2 separate regions of the Oryctolagus cuniculus genome follow, and region 1 is linked to region 2. The links are chromatin contacts, called in public Hi-C maps. All regions are on one chromosome and are shown on one strand. Each heading gives the region's core, a stretch centred on a gene start, on an enhancer-like site or on the middle of the called end of the contact. The rest is flanking DNA. Distances are from core to core; before and after follow the strand shown. Region 1 has its middle 550 kb from the start of FAM241A. Region 2 has its middle 310 kb from the start of FAM241A.

Region 1 (6,000 bases), core at 752-3,251, 240 kb after region 2:
GGTCTATGTTTTGCAACTCTAAGCTCTGTGCTATTTATAGTATTTTAACAGGGATTAGTGGAAGTGAGGTAAAGTGATAAAATGCCAAATTTAAGTAGTTTTTTTCCTTGAAATTTTTAGTTAAAATATTACAGACTATATTTGCACAGACAGAATGAACTGATAGAGCATCTATTTGTCAGGGGCTTACAACTTCAGGTTTCCCTTGTGAACACTGGTCTATAGAAGGCATTTCAGAATCTAACAAAAACATACTTCTGTGCAATGCATTCATTTGATCTGTTAATATTTCTAATTTTTCCTTGGAACACCATGATTTCACTACTGGCAAGATTAGAATTTTTAGCAAGTTGAACCAAAAATGATTCAAGGATATGTGACTCTGCCATTTTAGGATTCTGAACCCTTGGAAGACATTGCATCATTTGATACAGGGCAATACTTGTATGTTCCCTTGGAAGCTTGTTATTCCAGAGACATGATCGAAGACTTTGCCACTTTCCATAACCTGATATTTACTTCTGTAGGCAGCAGATATTTTGAATGAAAGAGTTTCAGCCTATATATAATTTCCTCTCTGAGATGATCCCTCTTTAAAGAGGGTTTCTGAATCACTGAATTTTCCCTTTAATTTTCTGCTCCAGCTACCTGGAGATGGTACCCAAATAATCTAATTCCAATGGGAATTTAAATCTTATTTTTCTCTTAGGAAGCTGAATCTGTTGTGTACGATTTTTTTCTGTGGGCAGTTTAGCCTGGGTGGCTTTGTTTCCAATAGAAGAATATAACCAGTTGCTCAATTTGGTAGATTATGACAGGAGAAATAACATAGCTACATAGTTTGTAGCATAAACAGGACATCGCAACATAGGACTCTTCAAACTATCCCTGGCTGTCTGTCTATCTATGCATCTATATGCCTGTGTAATAGAATATGAATTGTCCATCTATCCATTCAATCATCTTTATGTTATTTATAATTCATACAAATATGTTGGTATGGTTGACACTGGACATCTGCAAAATACATATGAGTATAAACATATACCAGTGCTTCAGAGACTAAGTAAGAAAGGGAAAACAAAAAAGTTGTGACATTCTGGAAATCAAGGGCTGTGTCTTGCCTAACCCACAAAAATTGCTCAATAAATATTTGTTGAAGAAATGAATGAAGAGGAAGATTACAAGTGAAATAAGAAATCACATTATCTATATCTCATTTATCAATGTCCACAAAAAAGTCAATGTAATAAAATTTGATTTGCTTTCATTCTTAAATATTTTCCTTTCTTGACGGGCAATATGGAGACTCTGGGGGAAATATGAAGTAAGTTGTTCTAACTTGTGTTTGGGGTAGTATTTTCTTTTCATTCCTAAGGTGCTGCATGGATGGTAATCCCTAAAACCCATGAAAGAGATTGCTCTCATGAGAAATGGAAACAACAACAACACCATTTCTTACCAGGATTTCAATAATGTGCCAGTTGTAAATTTCTTCATAACAGCTTTTACAGTTAAATGTCCTGAATCTGGAGGCTATTTTATTTCTAGATTGAAATAAATGGAAACTCTCTGACCTAGGATTCATTTTAGATCTTGTAAGGATTGTAACAGAAAGTCAACCAGACCAACTTTCTTAGGTGAAGATTTGCTGACTCAGCCTCAAGATTTAAAGGTAGAAAATACACCCTTATTTCTTTGATCAATCTTTTGTTACTTGGTTATTCATGAATCATACCAACCAACACTTTTGATTTTAGAAAAGATCTTTTCAAATACGTTTGTGTTTCAGGCCCTGGAATATGAAGAGACTCCCATTTGTAAATATGTAGTCACACATAAATACGCAACATAATGTAGAATAGAGTACATAATTATATATCTATATATTATTATGCCTGTTTGCATATTTTGGTTAGCTGAACATTTTTCTACATGTACGTGCATGAACTCAAAGGCATACGCTGTGCAGACACACCCACACACTTGCCCAGTTGTCATCTTCTGCCTGGCTCATCTCTCTTTCCCAACTTTCATGGCCTCAAGCGTAAACATACCTTTCCTCCCCTGTTTACTGATTTACTCTTCACCTGATAAATATTATCTTGTGACTATGACCTTCCTTCTCATCCTCTCTGCCTTTGCCTAGTAAGGGAACTATGACTGCGCGAGATCCCTAGCTGATGGTGGTGATGAGGGGGATCATTTGTCAGTGGTAAAGTTTAGGATTTGCACAAGGGAAGCTGATGCTCCTGAGTCATCCACTGAATCTCTGCAGCCAGCAGATGTTACTCTGCTTGTATTAAGCTTAATGGTCTCTCCCACCGTGTAAAGATGATAATGTTTCATTTCTCAGTAAACTTAAATGAAAGACTACTATTTGAGAAAGAATATCATTTATCCATGAAAAACAAATCAATATCAGTTCTCTAGTTTCGATACTTAAAGCAAGTACATATTTCTCATGCTTTATCCACAAAGGCATCCCTTTAACAAATACATTTCAATGTTCACTCAATTACAGCAGGAGCAGCATGGGTCTGTAGGAACATTGAGAAGTCAAGGTTTTCACACAGAGATCATGTGCACATTTTGCTTGCATTATATTGATAATCAAGCAACATGGTTGAAAAAATGTGTACCATTGTTGACCACAAATGTCTGTATTACAGTTTATGTGGTTGGGCTAAAAGCTAATGTATGCAAAGAATGCCCAGCACCAACTTGTTTTCCCAACACCATGACAGTATGAATTATCATATGTCTTCAGCACAAAAGAAAACTGGTCAGTTAAAAAAAGGATGAATTTAACTCTTACAGTCTAAGAAAAGTCTGATCCATGACAGGCACCAGTGACTTGAAAAAAAAAATACCTTAACTATGATTGGCACTAACCATGTTTGAAATCTCACTCACTAGCAGGCTGTCTTTCTTGCTAGTTGTGAGTTTCTTGTTCAAGATATGATTTTCCATGCCATTCTTTGTGCCTTTTCATTTTGAGTGAATTTCCAGTGTGAAAACTGCATTGCTGCTCCACTTTCATGGCAAACTGTGTGTGTGCTGCAATTATGTGTAACCACATGATCAACAAAGGGGAAAATACTTCAATAACAACTTCTTTAGTCCCAGTGTCCTCAAATGACTTAGATATTTTGTTTTTGTGCATAGCCCCACAAAGAGTGGCAAACCAAGGCAAGGGCACAAGAATTTCTTTTACAAAGCAGGTCCATTTGTTGTCCACATTATGGGTTTCTAGCTTTGCATAGGAAAATATTCCAAGTAGATTCCAAATGTGCAGCAAATTTATATAAAGTTGCCATATTTTTTCCAGGCTGTGTTCTCCACTTCTTCCCCTTCCTGCCTGACAATATGTTGCCATGCTATAAAAGCCCTAATGCCCATTTTCAACGATTAGCTGTACATCAGCATTACTACCACAAATCCACAAGTTTCACATCAAGCATTAAATGGGATGAATATTGATCTGCTAAAGAGGATTTATTTATTTCTAGCTCTATCCAAAGATCAACTGCTAGCAGCTTTTGGGGGATCTGTGAAGCTCTCACAGCACAAAGCTACTGCATACATGACACTGGACTTGACATTTCAGTTCTGGAAGAAAACCAAACAGTAAATTCAGTGCAATAATCCTAGATAAATGAGATGATCACTGGAAAAGCTGAGATAGTTAAGTGGTCTATCAGAGAAGTCCAAAGGATGGTATTGAACAGTTGCTACATAGAATCCTCACTCATGTCAATATGGTCCAAAGCACCATCATATCAGATGCCAATATAATCACATTGAGACCATCTGTATCTCCTGCTTTTGTTTCTCTGGGTGTACATTTTTCTGGTTTTACAAGTGATAACAAATAATGTACCATATGACAAAAATGTAGCCTAACAATTGTTTTGAATATATGTAAGCTGAATTGAAATGTAGCATTTCATATATGAAATGCATTAACTCAGATTATGCTATGGAGTTTGGGGTGGGCAGCTACATATTCTTCCTGGTAGATCAAATGATGATGGTGCAGAACTGGACACCTTAAAGCCAAAAGTCTTTTCTTTATTATGTAAACTTCTTAATTAATTAGTTTATTTATTTATTTTGATTTATTTGAAAGAAAGAAAGAGAGAAAGATGGAGAGAGATCTCCCATCCTCTGGTTCCCTCTCCAAATGCCTGCAGCAGACAAACCTGGGCCAGGCTGAAACCTGAAGTCTGAAACTCACTCCAGGTCTCCTATATGGGCAGTAGAGAAAAAGGACTTGGTCCATCCCCTGCTGTCTCAAAGGGTATACATTAGCAGAACTATGGATTAAGAGCAGAGCAGCCAGGGAATCAAGCACTTCAAAATGGAACGTGGGCATACAATTTAACTTGAAAAAAAAAAGCAAACATTTGCCCATGGGCATTTAAATCATTTTTCCCCTAAGACTTTTTTTTATCATTAGAGGGTATGGAAATTTTTTTCATGTAGTTTATTTCATAGATTTAGGCTGAATAATAATTTATTTTTTTTTCTCAGCATCACAAATAAAAATACAATAAATCAAGAAAATTTCTTTTAGTGTCTATAAATATAAAAATGCTTATATTAACATCCTGGTGCAACTCATCAAGCAAATTATTTGGTAATCCATCAAGCTCTATAAAATGATGTAATAATAATCGTCATGTATGTGTCTGTTTCTTTATCAGTTTATTCATATGGAAGCATGTATAGAAGCATTTTGTTACAGCACAAGCAGTGCCAAGAGCAGAGAGGTATATTATGACAGTCTTTCAAACAAACATTAAGGAGGGTGGGTTACTTTTTCAGTGATGGCAAAAGGTTCCAGTCCAGCTCTTCTCATCCTGGATCCCACGTTTTCATTCATAGACTTCCTGGTCTGCAGCGCCCCAAGGGGTTGTCTCCACCAAACAGACCAGCTGAAAAACTGCCCATTTCCCTTAGCCATATAGGGAAATCATAAATTAACAGAGGTTAGGTGGAAGTTATTCCAAACCATTTCTTCACTGAAGAGAAAAAAAAATCTTCGATTTCCATCCAGCTTCTTTTGCGTGATTGTTCTTCGCTGTTCAACTAAAAGTTGTTACAATTATGAAATCTATCAAGCAGTAGAGTGACAGGGTCTAAATATCTGAATCAAAAAAGGAAAGAACAAGTGGATGAGAGTGGAGCTTTTGCAATTCCAAGATATTGGAGGGGACATCTCAATGTGTAACTTGACGCTTCCTGAGGAAGATATTTCCATATTAATCATGATGCTTCTAGAAGCTGAAATATTGTGGTTTGTTGTGATATTTGAAACTTTTGGTAGCAGATGTCCTCGCAACAGGCACCACTCAACTTAATTAGGGCTTGTTCACAGACCTGAGAGTCTAGGTTGCCAAGGGCAAATGGTGTATGTCAGACAAAACAGTATCCTTGCAAGAAAGAAATTGGAATACATGTTGCATCCCTCTTCTCTTCACTCTCTGATGGTACAGTGCATTTTGATTCATGAAGTTCAACCAGAAAAAGCATTCATATTCACTGATTTTTTTAAAACACACTAAAATATGTGCAAATAGAATGAGCACGATAATTTGGTTTCTGTGAGTTTTCAATGACTCATTTTGAGGTTCTATTAACAATTGGAAGTTGTTTGGTGTTTGGTTTTAGTCGTTTTTTTTTTTTTTCTTTTTCAAACAAGGGTATAGCAATTAACAGTTTCTTTACAAGAGATGAATTGTTGGTCACACTGAACTTTTGCAGGTAGGCAAACTATATTCCTCACTAAAGGAAAATTGTACGGAGTGGTTTGTGGCACAAAATTGTCATTCTGTACTTAGGGCATTTCTCAAGCCATTGATTGTGGAACCTGGAAAACTTTTGAGAGCTTCCAGGGATTGAATATGGATTTGTCTTGTTAGTACAGCCTATCACTGATGCTTTTCAGAGTTACCCAGGCATGAGAACAGTGTGATCTTATGGATCACTGTGCCT
Region 2 (6,057 bases), core at 2,385-4,884:
CTCCTTTCACAATTGTGCTGGGTGGGTACAAGAGTCCACTTTGGGCAGCACTTCCCTTCAGTGGGGATGGTGGAGCTGGTGTTGTTGCCATGATGACAAGGTGGGGACAGACCCCACCAGTTGACTGAAACTGATGTGGTCACCCCTGCTGACAGTCCCCTCTAGCTACTGGGTGCCCACAGAAGAGCTGGAGCAGCTGCTACCTGTTTATGTCCAAAATGTCTCCAGCCTTCTCAAAACTAACCTTAGAGCACTGGTGTGGAAAGAAATGGAGAGAGAGAGAGAGATGTACTGCTCCCCCCATCCCATCGTGAGCATTCGCCCAGCTCCACTGAGGGTTACAGTCCAGACTCAAATATCGTGCAGTCTATTAAACTTTCCCTTCAGCCGTATCAAGAATGGCACGGGCAGTTGCCGTCTGATCTCACCTTGCTAGCCAGAGCAGGCTGCTGAGTCTTTTGTTGTGTTCTTGCTTCATGCTCCGTGCTCCTTGCTGTGCGTCTGCACCTTCCACTCAGGTCCAGTTCATTTCCACTGCTTTTGCAAGACCTCCCACTTCAGTTTTCCCTGCAACTTTTCTCTGATAGTACCTTCTCCGCTTTTTCTGCTACTTTTGTGAAGCCTATAGCAGATCTCTCCGTTGCTATTCAGCCATCTTGCCTTCCCCAAAGGATATGCTTTCAAGGATCTCAACCCAGATATTCAGAAAGAATCAGGGAGTTTTAAAACCTTGGTTAGGGGCTGGCACTGTGGCGTAGTGGGTAAAGCCACTGCCTGCAGTACCAGCATCCCATATGGGCACCTGTTCAAGCCCTGGCTTCTCCACTTTCAATGCAGCTCTCTGCTGTGGGCTGTGAAAGCAGTGGAAGATAGCTCAAGTCCTTGGACCCCTGCTCTCACGTGGGAGTCTTGGAAGAAGTTCCTGGCTCCTGGCTTCGGATAGGCTCAGCTCCAGCTGTTGCGGCCATCTGGGGAGTGAACCAGTGGATGGAAGACTTTCTCTCTCTCTCTCTCTCTCTTTCTCTCTGCCTCTCTGTAGCTTTGTCTTTTAAATAAAGTAAATAAATCTTTAAAAAAACTTGATTAATGATTTAAGCATTTGACAAACTATTACAATAGACGTTTCAAAAATGAAGATGTGTGAATTGCCAGAACACATGAAAAAATGCTCATTAGCCATCAGAAAAATGCAAAATTAAAACCACAAGGAGGTATCACTATGTACCTATTAGAATAACTAAATAAAAAATAGACAATACCTAGTATTGACCAAGGTGAAAAGCAAATGGAACACTTAAACATTGTCGGTGAAGGAATAACATGATACAACCATTTGGAAAATAATTAGAAAGTATCATACAATGCCACAGGATCCATAATTCTACTGCCAGTTATTTATATAAGCGAAAGTTCACAGTATAGTATATCTGTACAATAGAATATCATTTAGCAAAATAGAAAAACAAATTCAGTACAAAAATGTGAATGAATCCCAAGAACATTATCCTGATCAAAACAGATCAGATACAAAAGACTATAAACTTGTAAATTTCCACTTATATGAAATTACATAATGGGCTAATCCATGATGATGAGAAGCAGTTTAGTGGTTGGAGGGGAGCACAAGGAATGTTTTGGGGAAAAGCAGGAATGTTCAGACCTTGATGGTGGTGGTTACATGGATATACACAATTGTAATAACTCATCAAATCTATACTAAAATAGGTATATTTCGCTAAGGTAAATTATGCCTCAATAAAAAGTGAGGAAACTCCCTCCTTCCTCTCAAAATCCTTTAATTAAGGAGTTGTAGGGTTTAGGGCAGTTTCCAAAATATGTTACATAAAATGTAAAGACTCTTTGGCTACATGGTGACCAAAGCATGTCGTGTTTGAAAAGTGGAATCCATATCACTTGTTATATGCCTGTTTTGTGTTAGGAATTATTCAAGGCATTTGGTGAGCACTGTGTCATTTAATGTCATTTTAAAGACAGTCGGTTTCAAGAACAGATATATTCTCTAGAAGACATTTTTGACAAAGTACATAATTAGAGGATAGAAGGCCTGATATAAAATGGCTGTTCAATACCTACTAACTCTTTTTCCTTATTGATAGAAAAAAGATGGATGATGCAGGTAGAACAAATCATTTATATTCATCAATAGCATCATTTTTATGGATCTGATTATAAGAGAAATAATACTGAAAAATATTGGAAATACTTTTATTACACATAGTTTGACTAACATTTTTTACAGATAGGGTTGTACTGCATGTTATATTTTAAAACTATTAACTGGCCGTAGTGGCCACTTGGGGGGGTGAACCAACGGAAAAAGGAAGACCTTTCTCTCTGTCTCTGTCTGTCTGTCTCTCTCTCTCTCTCTCACTGTCTAATTTTGCCTGTAAAAAAAAAAAAAACATAAAAATATTTAAAAAATTAAAAAAAATTATGACTGGAGCTGGCATTGTGGTGTAACTGGTAAAGCCACCACCTGTATCCCATATGGGTACCAGTTCAAGTTCCGGCTGCTCCACTTCCAATCTAGCTCCCTGCTGATGTGCCAGAGAGGGCAGTGGAAGATGGCCAAGTCCTTGGGCTCTTGCACCCACGTGAGAGACCTGGAAGAAGCTCATGGCTCCTAACTTTGGACCGGCCCAGCTCTGGCCATGATGGCCATTTAGGTAGTGAACCAGCAATAGAAGATTTTTTTTTCTCTCTCTCCCCTTCTCTCTCTCCCTCTCTCTCTGCTTGTGTAGCTCTGTCTTTGAAATAAATAAGTAAATCTTTAGAAAAAAATAAAAAGGAGGAACAGCACAACAAAAGTTGATCTGCTTCTGATGAAGATCCTTTAAAAAACACTTATACCATATAATAAATGGAATCTAAAATTTACAGAAATAATTAAAAAGTTAATTTTAAATATCTTACAACTTTTGATCTTTTGGTTAAAAAGATTGCATATAACTGTTGCACTTTTATTAGATCCTCAAAGGACTATACAATCTCTTAGTTAAAAAATACTTTTTATTTTATTTTTTCATTTTAATGTGAAATTAATACAAAGAAAACAGATTCAGTGTAGTTCATAGATGCAATTCTAAGAGCATAGTGATATTCTCTTTCTCTCTTCCTCTACAACTCTTTTTTTTTTTTTTTTTTTGGCCAGGCAGAGTTAGACAGTGAGAGAGAGAGAGGCCGAGAGAGAGTTATAGACAGTGAGAGAGAGACGGAGAGAAAGGTCTTCCTTCCGTTGGTTCACTCCTCTAATGGCCGCTACAGCCGGTGCTGCGCCGATCCGAAGCTAGGAGCTGGGTGCTTCCTCCCAGTCTCCCAAACGGGTGCAGGGACCCAAGCACTTGGATCATCCTCCTCTGCCCTCCCGGGCCACAGCAGAGAGCTGGACTGGAAGAGGAGCAAGCGGGACTAGAATTGGCGCCCATATGGCATGCTGGCGCCGCAGGCGGAGAATTAACCAAGTGAGTCATGGCCCGGCCCCTCCTCTGTCTTATTTTAATGACTGTAAACCTAGATAATAAAAGTTAAGCTTGGTCCAGCAACTTGATGACTAAACAAGAGACACACAGTTCCAGATAGTCATGTGTGAAAAACAATCCCATTGTCCGTTTAAGCTTGGTTACTTCTCATCTTTCATTTTTCAGGATGTAGGTCTCCATTCATAACAGTGGCAGGAATGAAAAGGATAAAACAAAGTGCAATGTTGCATGAAATATGAGCTAATGATTTTGGCATCCTCTTAAAAAGATGAGCTACGTATGTTCTTTCCATAGTTGGCAAGAACCCAGATCATATATCACAACCACTGAACCCTTGTGTCCTGAAATCACCCTGTTGGATACTTTACAGGGCATGAGAAGAGAGGCTACCCTTGCATAGAAGAAATGAACACAAATGAAGATGTAATAGAAATGTTTGTTTTCAATTGCTGTTTCTTTGTGCAGGATAAGACTTATTAAAAAAAGAAAGGTAGATTTATTCTGCAATTTGAACCCTCCCTTATTACATTATAGGCCCCGAGTAGATTGTACTTGTACTGAAAAAAATATAAATTATCAGGATTGTTTTTAAAACAGGTTTATCAGAGCTAAAATAATGATGTGTCTCCTAGTTAACCACTTTCTGATTTCCAGACCAGATCTAGCTTGGGGCAAAAAAGCTTGATGTGTCTCTTCTGCGGCTAGGCAGGACATCAATACCAGAATTTTAGACTTTCTGTCATTTAGAAAGTCTCCCATTAGGCATTTTTTATGCATTTTCTGATTAACTAACTTTGATGTTTAATGATCTCCCTTTGGCTAACAGGACTTGTATTTTGGGAGACAGAGCTAAAGTCAGGCCACAGAAGCACTTAGGTGTCAGTACCTATCACTTTTCCAGTGATAAACCCACGGATGTCTCTGTTTGTAACTTGCAATGCCCAAGTGGAGTGTCAAGGGATTATCTTTTTTTAAAATTATGAAAACATGCTGACTATAAGGGACAAAATATAATGGTGGTTATATAAATATATTACCATCTGAACAATGAAATGCTAGACAAAAATGAAAAGATTTCATTAGAATGGTGAGATGTTAATGATTATTTTTTAAAAATTTTACTGATGTAATCTTCTTTTCCATGGAGATATTAACCTGAAAGCTAGATCTGCTAGAGATATTCCTTTTGTTTTCAGAACTTACAATTTGATTCGGTAACTGTTAGCCACACTGAAGACAGACAAGCATTTATTTTTAGAAGTTTTGGTTATTCATCCACAAGAACACTAGAGGTCACTGTAGCTGGTGTTTGTATTGGGATTCCAATGATTTAGTTAAGGAACAATTTCCTGTCTTCCTTTGATAGCTGAGTGTTTTAAGGGGAATCCAGTCTTCTTGATTTGATAGACTATTTATATATCTCTACATCTTTGCATGTGTTTAAAAGACTATGTCTATATTTTTCCATTTTAGTAAGTTGATGATTTTTAAAAAAAGAACTCTATAAGATGATTAAGAAACACATAAATGTGCATTTTGTCAAAATTGGAAAGTCTATGTAGTTTTTAATTTGCTTTAGATGTTCTTTGTCCTAAAATCAAGTCCTAGTTTCAATTTCTAAAAGTATTAGCTCATGACAAAATAAATGTGCAGTGTCAGACTCATGCATCACTTTCACTTGTAACTGGTGAATGGAGGCCTATTAGGATTGCAGACAGTTAGGAGATGTTGAGGGAAAACACTCCCAGCACCTCCACATTGTCATCTGTCAGTAAATAGAACTTCTCATCCAAAAAAGACCCTCGAAAACAAGATCCCAAGCCAATTCCTTCTGTGGTTTTGGGAGAGTCCAGTCTTAGAGAAGTCAAAAGGTGGGTTTGCTGCTTTAACCTGTGGAGGCAGAAGGAGCACGGAACCTGGGTCTAATTGGTATTTATTGTTGCCATTGTTTTGGATTCCAGACCTTTGATAAAGCTCTCCCAGCGCAGCAAACCCGTGGTTAACTCTGCAGCAGTGAGGAAGCTTTTGGAAGCAGAACTGCAATTAACATTCACTGGCAAAACAAGGCCTAAAAAAACTCGGAGGAAGGATTGTTTTCTGTAGATGCCATTTGTGATGACAGCTGACAGGTGAAAACAATAGCCCTTAAAAGAAGAACATATTTTGTATTCATACACCATAACCAGGGAGGAGATACTTATCAAAGAAAGGCCAATTATTCATATTGAAGCAATGCAAAAAAGGAAGAATGGAAAAGACAAAATGGTTATGATTAAACTGTAGGTTGTTTCTAAGACTGGGATTCAAATGCAAGTGTTGTCAGATGGCTTTTTAAGTGATAGTGCTCAGAGGGCACCCAAACATAACGCTGTCCTCAAAACCCTTTCTGTGTTGTTATCTCTAAGAGGAGGTGCTAATAATGGCAAATACTCTTACTGAAGAAGCTGCAAATTCCAGATAATTGTCAGTGGGCAAAGGCACTAAGCCTCAATTTCAGTATCTGCAAAATTCAGAGGCACCTTAACAGCCAGCAAGCAGAAAGCTCCGCTGCATTCTT

The links. Hi-C and Micro-C count contacts between places; a contact is called where the count stands out from the background.
Region 1: a Hi-C map of an unstated tissue shows a contact between it and region 2, with 2.4 times the contacts expected there. The contact joins two enhancer-like sites. A contact is called at or near these places in 2 of 6 Hi-C or Micro-C datasets (skin fibroblasts and an unstated tissue).

The regions. Positions count from the first base shown.
Region 1 is chr8:53,375,915-53,381,914 of mOryCun1.1, forward strand. No RefSeq gene overlaps it. Among named protein-coding and RNA genes, the nearest start is that of FAM241A, 550 kb to the left of the region's middle. Within about 2 kb of position 2,002, at least 1 of the 8 cell types and tissues checked has an H3K27ac peak or open chromatin away from gene starts, as enhancers often do.
Region 2 is chr8:53,131,132-53,137,188 of mOryCun1.1, forward strand. No RefSeq gene overlaps it. Among named protein-coding and RNA genes, the nearest start is that of FAM241A, 310 kb to the left of the region's middle. Within about 2 kb of position 3,635, at least 1 of the 8 cell types and tissues checked has an H3K27ac peak or open chromatin away from gene starts, as enhancers often do.